Linked DNA regions of Cricetulus griseus: region 1 is linked to region 2. The links are chromatin contacts, called in public Hi-C maps. All regions are on one chromosome and are shown on one strand. The core of a region is the stretch at or near the end of the contact, and the rest is flanking DNA. Distances in the headings are between cores, read along the strand shown.

The links. A called contact is a pair of places that touch in the nucleus more often than the background predicts.
Region 1: a contact with region 2 is called in a Hi-C map of liver, with 4 times the contacts expected there. The contact joins the enhancer-like site here to the promoter of Akip1 in region 2. A contact is called at or near these places in 3 of 8 Hi-C or Micro-C datasets (the CHO-K1 cell line and liver).

Annotation. Positions count from the first base shown.
Region 1 is chr3:91,187,122-91,190,947 of CriGri-PICRH-1.0, forward strand. Dennd2b (DENN domain-containing protein 2B) reads left to right here. Exons shown (of 20, transcript XM_035442293.1): 12 at 1,751-1,828; 13 at 2,330-2,470; 14 at 3,814-3,826. Among named protein-coding and RNA genes, the nearest start is that of Rpl27a, 19 kb to the right of the region's middle. Within about 2 kb of position 2,155, at least 1 of the 6 cell types and tissues checked has open chromatin away from gene starts, as enhancers often do.
Region 2 is chr3:91,015,459-91,019,792 of CriGri-PICRH-1.0, forward strand. Akip1 (A-kinase-interacting protein 1) reads right to left here and starts at 1,583. Exons shown (of 6, transcript XM_027410054.2): 1 at 1,430-1,583; 2 at 1,062-1,286; 3 at 241-321. The coding sequence starts at 1,280. It overlaps Dennd2b (DENN domain-containing protein 2B), which reads left to right and starts at 1,610. Exons shown (of 20, transcript XM_035442293.1): 1 at 1,610-1,807.

The sequences.
Region 1 (3,826 bases), core at 905-3,404, 170 kb after region 2:
TTTATCACCAGTCTGATATTCTTAGATTCCCCCCACCCCCAGCCCCCAACTGAGCATGGTCTAGGAAGGAAAGGGTATTTGGATATTAAATGCCTAGTGTGCTGGACTGAAGAACAGGGGAGGGGCCCAGATGCCAGGCTGGAAGCCAGACAGAGGCCAACATATGCCTGGGTCCCCAGGGCCCAGGGAAGAACGTTCCAAAGGCTGCCTTTGCCAGCACATGGCTGGAACAGAGCTGTGCTCTTTTGCAGCAGGCCTGCTGCCCCCAGGGAAGAGCATGTTTGTCCTGGCGCACTCAGAGAGGGCCTGGGCTGGGTCCCTGCCAAGGGGGCTGGCACTGGCTCGGCATTCCTGCAGATTGGACACAATGATTCTAACCCAAATCCCACATACTTGATTTAATCACTTGGGGCTTTAGGGGAGGTGGGGAGTGGGGGAGGGAAAGAGAGAGGAGTAAGTTTCAAACCTAATATGGACAAAAACAGATTCTGCCTTCTCTTTAGATCTGTGACTGTGGCCAGCAGGTTTGGAGACTGAAATAGCCCCATCTGCATTTGCTTAGCAGCCTGCATGAGGGGCCAGCACCTGCTGCTCTGCTCCCTCCCCACTAGGCTTTGCCAGGCACTCCAGGCCTCTGAACACAGAGGCAGCCATGGGGTCTGCCAGCTCCTTGCTGGAGAATGGACTCACCCTAGTCTACTTGTGGGGCTCTAATCCTGGGGCACTCACAGTATGTCTCTTTCTTCAACTACACACCTTTTAAATCCCCCTTTTTTTGTTCTCTTTCACTTCATAGCATACCTCTATCCTGTGTCTCTGTGTTCCTTTTCCTCCTTCCTATCAGAAAACAACATGCTTTGGAGGTAAGACAGCAAGATGAAAGGCAGCACAGCCTCCTAGCTACAGCCTTCTATTTACTTGAGCTTAGGTGATGGCTTAATCTTCATGAGCTCAGCTGTAAAGCTGGGTGATAATGCGGCTCTTGTATTCTTTTTGTATATAGTACCAAGGCTAGGACTCTGTTATAGGAAACATTTAATAAAGAGTCATTCCCTTCTCTTATTTTCATTTTGCCTTCCTTGGGCACAAATTAAGGGGAGGAAGGGGGTATTTTGCAGAGTGTTCCTCATGATGGTGGGGAGGGGAACGATAAGGTCACATGTCTTTTTCCTAGGCATGTCCACAAGTCCTTCTTGGAGGCTGGAGAGATGTCTCCATGGTTAAGAGCACTTGTTGATCTTGCAGAGGATCAGGTTTGATTCCCAGCACTTATATGGTGGATCACAGCCATCTGTAACCCCCATTCCAGGGGATTACATGGCTTTCATTAGCACCAGAAATGCATGTGGTACATATGTAAACATGCGGGCAAAACACATAAAATAAATAAATCAAAAAAGATTCAATTTTTAAAAACGTCACAAGTCCTTAATATCACATCCTTTGGGGTGGCATCCTTAGGAATATAAATCTATAAGTTGCCCTGTAACCTCTGCTGTGCTGCTGTGTCCTCTGCCAGCCACTGTCTGTGTTTTCCTGGGATAAAGGATGGAGCTACCTGGAGCTTGGCAGGAGATTGGTCTGCCCCTGGGAATGGTGACTTTTCTTTGAGGACCTGGTTAAGTTTAGAAGATGTTTGGTGTCATCCTCATTAGAGGGACTGTACTTAGTGCTCAGTTCTCAAGGAAAGGGAGCCAGATGTGGTATTCATGCATTCTCTCTTTCCCTCTCTCCTACTCCTACTCTCCAGCCAAGTGGGAAAGGGCCTCGGCTGCCAGAGGTGTACTGTGTCATCAGCCGCCTAGGCTGCTTCGGGTTGTTTTCCAAGGTAAGAGGTCCTCCCCATCCCCCAGTGACAGCTCTCATAGGAGTATCTAAAGCTAGCCTAGATGAGAAAAACACCTGTGTAAGATAGCACAATATAGAGCAAGTACAAGTGGGCTCCTGGATTCTTGTATTCCCGAGCCTGGCTTACTCCTTAGCTGGCTGGCATTTCCCCAACTCCTATGTTGACAGTGACTGCTCTGTAGCAGCCCAGCCTGGACCATGAGCAGAAGCCAGGAGTGCCCAGGAAGCTGTCTACAGGTGCTGTTTCTTTTGCCCTGCTGTTCCCTTCATGGGGACGAAAGCAGGACTAGTGAGGGAACTGAATGGTCACTGAGAGCCAAGAGAAACAGGAAGGGTACAGAGATCCTGGCAGGGCAGCTTTCCTGTCTCTAGGCTTCTGGCCCAGCTTGGTCAGAGGCCAGGCTGCCCTCTTCTTAGTCAAAGAAGTGGGGAAGGCAGTTCCCAACACTCTATCTCTTTGGGCTGCTGGTGGTGGGCACAGGTCCTAGATGAGGTGGAGCGCCGGCGTGGGATCTCAGCTGCACTGGTCTACCCCTTTATGAGAAGTCTTATGGAGTCGCCCTTTCCAGCCCCAGGGAAAACCATCAAAGTGAAGACATTCCTGCCTGGTGCTGGGAATGAGGTAGGGAATTGCTGTTGCTTTCATCTCTGGCGCTGGGCTGGGTCTAAAGAAGAATCTCTGGGAGGTGTAGAACACAGTCTCTTCCTTGCATACCTTGTCCATACCCCTAACCAGGAATAAAAAATGTGAACCCTGGAGCTTTAAGTGTTGCCCGATTCTCTTGTTCTAGGGACTTCAGCTGACCGGTAGCCTGGATTAACTGTACCCCTAGCCATTTGCATTCACATCTTGGGATTATACCAGACCATGGGTGTAGTCATGAAGATAAGGAGTGGCACAGCTCTGAATTCCACTGGGAGTTTCTTACCTAGAAGGGGACCTGGTGTTGAATACTTATATTTATAAATAGTTAATTCCTAAGTGTATGTGAAAGAATGGGATCTTTTGAGAATGTATAACAGGGGGTCTGCTTTAGGTTAGGGGAGCAGAGAAGGCCTACCCCCCAAGAAAGTGCCATTTTACCAGGGGCCTCAGCAGTGCATAGAAGGTAGACAAGTGAATTGGGAGGAGGAGAATGGTAGAGGTGGAGGAAGACTATTGCAAGTGTAGGAGCAGCAGGTAAAGGACCGGAAGCCTGCATATCACTGCTGTCCTAGAGATGCTGAGAGTCAGCAGTCCCTCCACCTGTCACTGATGGGTCACTTGCAAACTTCACCACATGTCTCCAGAGAAGGGGCTTTGGGAGCTGTCATGCAGACCTTGGAATAGTCCTTTGAAGGGAGTACAACTAGTCCTGGCTTCATAAAAACTGTCTTGTTTCCTTGCAAGTATTTTGCAATAGCCAGACCTTTCTTTCTCCTTGGTACAGGGCTTAGGGTGGTAGAGACAGGGGAAGGATGGCAGGACACGCTTTGGAAGGAAGTCTTTATAGCAGGAAAGGGAGGGGACTTGGCAACAAGGACAATAACATTGCCTCCCCAGAAATGGCTGAGGCCAGAGTCCCTAGGTACAAGACTTCACTCTCCCTATGGCCTAGAGAGCAGTGGTTGATTGTCGGTGTGCTGAAGGAGATAGGAAAGAGAGCAGGAGGCTCGTGAAAATGGGGCTGTGTGTCTCCCTGGTTCTCATTTCCTTTCTCCACTGCAGTAGTCAGCCCTCCCTGCTTTCCTCAGAGCCTACATCTAGTCCCTCAACCCCGTTGGCTAGAGACTTCCCATCTTTACACTTAGCCCTCACTGTGGGAGCAGAGCTCCCAAGGGAAGGGGAGACTGGTTCTCTTACATCTGGAGAGGTTAGAAAGCCTTGGAAGAAGAGTGGGCTGGAAGGGGAAGTAGCTGAAGCTGTGTGTGTAGTCTTCGGCTCTCCCCTAGCCGACTTCCTCCGCTACCTTCCCTTTCCTGCAGGTGTTAGAGCTGC
Region 2 (4,334 bases), core at 333-2,832:
CACTCGTCCTCTCTACCACTGAGAACTCAATGAGGGCAAAGACCTTTTCTGGTTTGTTTACTGATGTATCTTCAACAACTAGAGTTAGGATGAATAAATATTTGTTGGATGAATTCTAACTTGTATTTACCACCTGACTTATATGAACCTGCTCATTAAGGTTTGTAGGTCCAGGACAGAGGAACTCTGAGTCTTCCCAAGCACAGATCAGGAGCACAGTGTGAACTCACACCAACTTACCCCACACTGACTTGAAGTATAGTCCATGAATTCAGCTATTGTTCTGAAGGAAGCACTAAGAGTCGGGCGCCTTTCTTCTCTCTATTTGAATAAATGGCAAGTCATAGGTGAAACCTACAATTCCCTACAGGAAAGGACATCATTTGAGAAATCGCCTTTTTCATTTTTCAGGAAAGCTTCTGCAAGCTGAAATTGGGAACAAGGATCTTGCTGAGAAAGAGTTCTAACTCAGTAAACTAATGCAATTTATCCAGTAACTAAAATAATAGGTTAGCTGGCTTTACTTACTATCAAGTAGCAGAAAAAAGAAACTGTTATTGTTGGTTAGGGTTTTTGAGACAGGGTCACATGTGCTCTAGACTGATCCTTCTGCCCAGATCTCCCAAGTTCTGGCACCACACTATGGCATCTCAATATGTAAACCTAGCTGGCCGGAAACTTGTTATGTAGACCAGGCTAACCTCGAACTCAGAGATTTGTCTACTTCTGAGTCCTGGGTGCTAAGATTAAAGACGTGCACCACCACACTCCGCAAGAAACTATATTTTAAAAGTAACAATACCACGATTCTTTTGTTACTAATAAAGACTCGGTCACACTGTGCCGGTGCACAATCCCTTTAAAACTAGTACTTGAGGCGTAGGCAGGAGTTCAAGGCCAGCCTGGGCTACCTAAGACTGTATAAAATAATAAAAGGTGTCAGAAGGACTTTTCTGCTCTTTGTCCAGATATTTTGCATCTTTTGGCCTTGGGAGGTTCCCACCGGCCCAGTGGAAGGCCGAGAATGACTGGGTAGTCAGTCCCCCAGCTCGCGCCCTCACCTCTCCTAGGGGGCGCTGGGGACCGGGGACCGACCATCGTTCCTGGTAGGGGCCCTGGCGGTACAGGACCCCTATGCTGCCTTTGGATCGCTCTGGAGAATGCCAGTTCACTGCCCTTCTCTTGGCGCGCTCCAGCACTTCCCTCCCCAGTCGAGCCGATCGCTGCAGCGAGCGCCGGTCCACCCCGGTTAGCGCCGCGGTCGCCAGACTGTACTCCATGTTTCCCTGGGCACACACACAGACATCGGCGCGTCAGCCGCACCCAGGCCCGGATCCCGGAGGAAGCTTCCCCCGCAACTCCAGCTCTCCCTCCGCCCGCATCTTGCGCTCCAATTTGGGGACTAGAAGGCAGGACCCCTGGCCCTTACACTTCCGCCTCCCGGGGCCTGGGTGCGGCCCCTCACCGGACCTGCTTCTCTAGGAGCATGCGCACAGCCCTTTCCCGGACACGCCTGCGTTCCCGCGGTCGCCCTGTCGCGCCAGTTGCCGGGCTTACTGCTGGTCGCCGTGGGCGGGGCCTGGAGGTGGGCGGGGCCGGGCTGGAGGGGCACGTGGTCCTGGCTCAATCTAGCTACTAACGCGACTGAGGTGCTTGTTGTTCGAGGTCTTTCCCGCCCCGTCGGATCAGTGTGAATCCCGGGGCTTGTTGCGCCAAAAAATTTGTGTGAATAGGTTCTGCGGCGGCTCTTTCGTTCCACTTTTGTGTGAGGAGGTGATGAGTCTAGCTGAACAACACGACTGAGGAGGTACGGTTGGGAAAAGGGCGATCTGTCAGAAGAGCGCTCAAGGCTGGGGATGGGGTCCAGACAGAGGAGGCCTTGGGGCTGTGGGTATGACCCAAAGACTTCAGGGAATTCCAGAGGAGCCTCTCTCTCTCTCTCTCTCTCTCTCTCTCTCTCTCTCTCTCTCTCTGTGATCATTCCCTCCCTGAAGCTTCTTCATTCCTCCCTTGAAAGGATGGATTCACAATTTTGTTTGTGAATTTTGGTGCTTTTGTTGTTTGTTTTTTGAGACAGAGAATCCCTATGTAGCCTTGGCTGGGCTGGAGACTCACTATGTAGACCAGGCTGTCCCCCAGTCTCTTCCTCTTGGGATCTGGACCCACCTTTCAAGCATTAATCACATCAAAGTAAGAAATGGGTCATTTGTCTTTCATAATACCACTGGGTTATGGTGACAGCCCCAAGTCTCAGCACTAGTGACCCAGCAGCATCCCCTGATGCTTTAAGGAACACTTCTCAGCGGGAGTGGGGTGGGGTGGGGGGGTGGGTCCCTTACAAGACAAAAAGGAATTCTCAGTCTTTAGGTAGTATCAATGGATGGGCTTGATTAGCCATCTGAATTCACTTATTTTAAGTTTATAATTCAATGAACTTTAACAAAATCTCAGAGTTGTACTAATATCATCACAGCCCTGCTTTGTAATATTTTAGTTAACTGAAAATGCAATGTTGGGTCCGAGAGGTGATTTGGGAGGGAGGCTCAGGGGAAACATTTGTCATACAAGCCTAACTAACTGAGTTTGATTCCTGGAATCTATGTAAAAAGCCACATGCTGTAGTGTGCATCTGCTAACCTGGCTCTCCTACAGTGATATGGGTGGTGAAGACAGGAAATTTGGCTAGAAATCCTGGACTAGCTAGCTTGAACAAGCAAGACCCTGCCTCAAACAAAGTGGGAAGGTGAGAACTCACTCCCAAAAGTTGTCCTCTGACCTCCACACACATTCTTGGCATATCTTTGACACATTCACACACACACATAAAAAAATAAAGAAGTAGTCTAGTATCCACCATTTATAATAAATTCTCATTCCTACTTCTGGACCTAGGTAACCCCTATTCTGATTGCTGCCTCCATGACTTTGCCTTTTTCTGGAAATTCATATAAATAGAATCATATGATATGTGGCCCTTTTGGACTGGTCTCTTTCACTTAGATTACTTTGAGGTTCATCAGAGTTTAGTATATATCAGTACTTCATTCTTTTTATGGATAAGTAATATTCCACTATATGAATATATTGTATTTTGTTTGTTTATTCATGACTTGGATTATTTCCAGTATGAGAGCTGTTCTGATAATACATATAAGATTCTATGGACATTTTCGTTTCTCTTGAGCAGATATTTGTAAGTGAAACTTTTGAGGGTATTATAAATTTATATTTATATTTATATTACAAGAAACTACCAAAATATTATCCAGAGTGACTGTACTGTTTTATATCCCCACAACTGATAGTTTTTCCTCATCCATTCTAGCATTTGTTGTTTTCTTTACCTTTTATGTTTGTTTGTTTGTTTGTTTGTTTGAGACAAGGTTTCTCTGTGTGACAGGCTCTGGCTGTCCCAGAACTTTTTGTAGACCAGGCTGGCCTCTGCCTCCCAAGTGCTGAGATTAAAGGCATGCACCACTACAGACCACCATTTGTTTTTTTTTTTTAATTTTTAAAATTTTTAAAATTTTTACTACTGCTCTGAGTGTGAAGTAGCAGCTCATTGAGGGTTCAATTAATATTTCCATAATGACTAGTGCTGCTGTCGGCCTTTTTCTTGTCATTCCTACCTGTTCCTGTTTCTTTGCCAAAATATCTGCTCAAATCCTTTATTCTTTTTTTTTTTTTTTTTTAAGGTGACCTCTCTGGATTTTATTATGTCGTTAGCAAATAGTATGAGGTACATTTTCTAGAATTGGCTCCCTCTGTTTCTACTGTGTTTTGAATGTTCATGTTGAAACTTAATGCTCAACAACATTAAGAGGAACAAGATTGTTGGTGGTTAGGTTGAGAGCTTTGTCCTTATGGATTGACAACCTTTATTCGGCTGGGGGCAACCTTTATTCGTTTTTTAAATATGGTTTGTGTGTCGATTTAAAAAAAATATTAATGAGTTCTAATTCTGAGCAAATGATTCCTTATTGGATATATGGTTTGTATTTTCTCACAGTCTATTCTATATTTCTTTTTTTAAATTTTTTTTCAGTGCTGGGGATTAAAATACTCAGGGCCATTTGCATACTAGTCAAGTGCTTTACTCCTGAGTTGTAGCCCTTCATTTTATTTGCTGTAAAAGTGTGTCCTCAGAGCAAAACAGCTACCATCTTCATCAGATCAGCTGTGCTTGCTTGCAAGTGTCCATGTTTTATGTCTGTGGACTGTTGACATTCCCTAACAGAAGGAAGAGGTGAGGAGAGTCATTGAACCTTTACCCGAGTCTCCAACCATGCCTCCCAGTAATATGTATGCAATTATGCCCTAATTGCTTCGGGGCC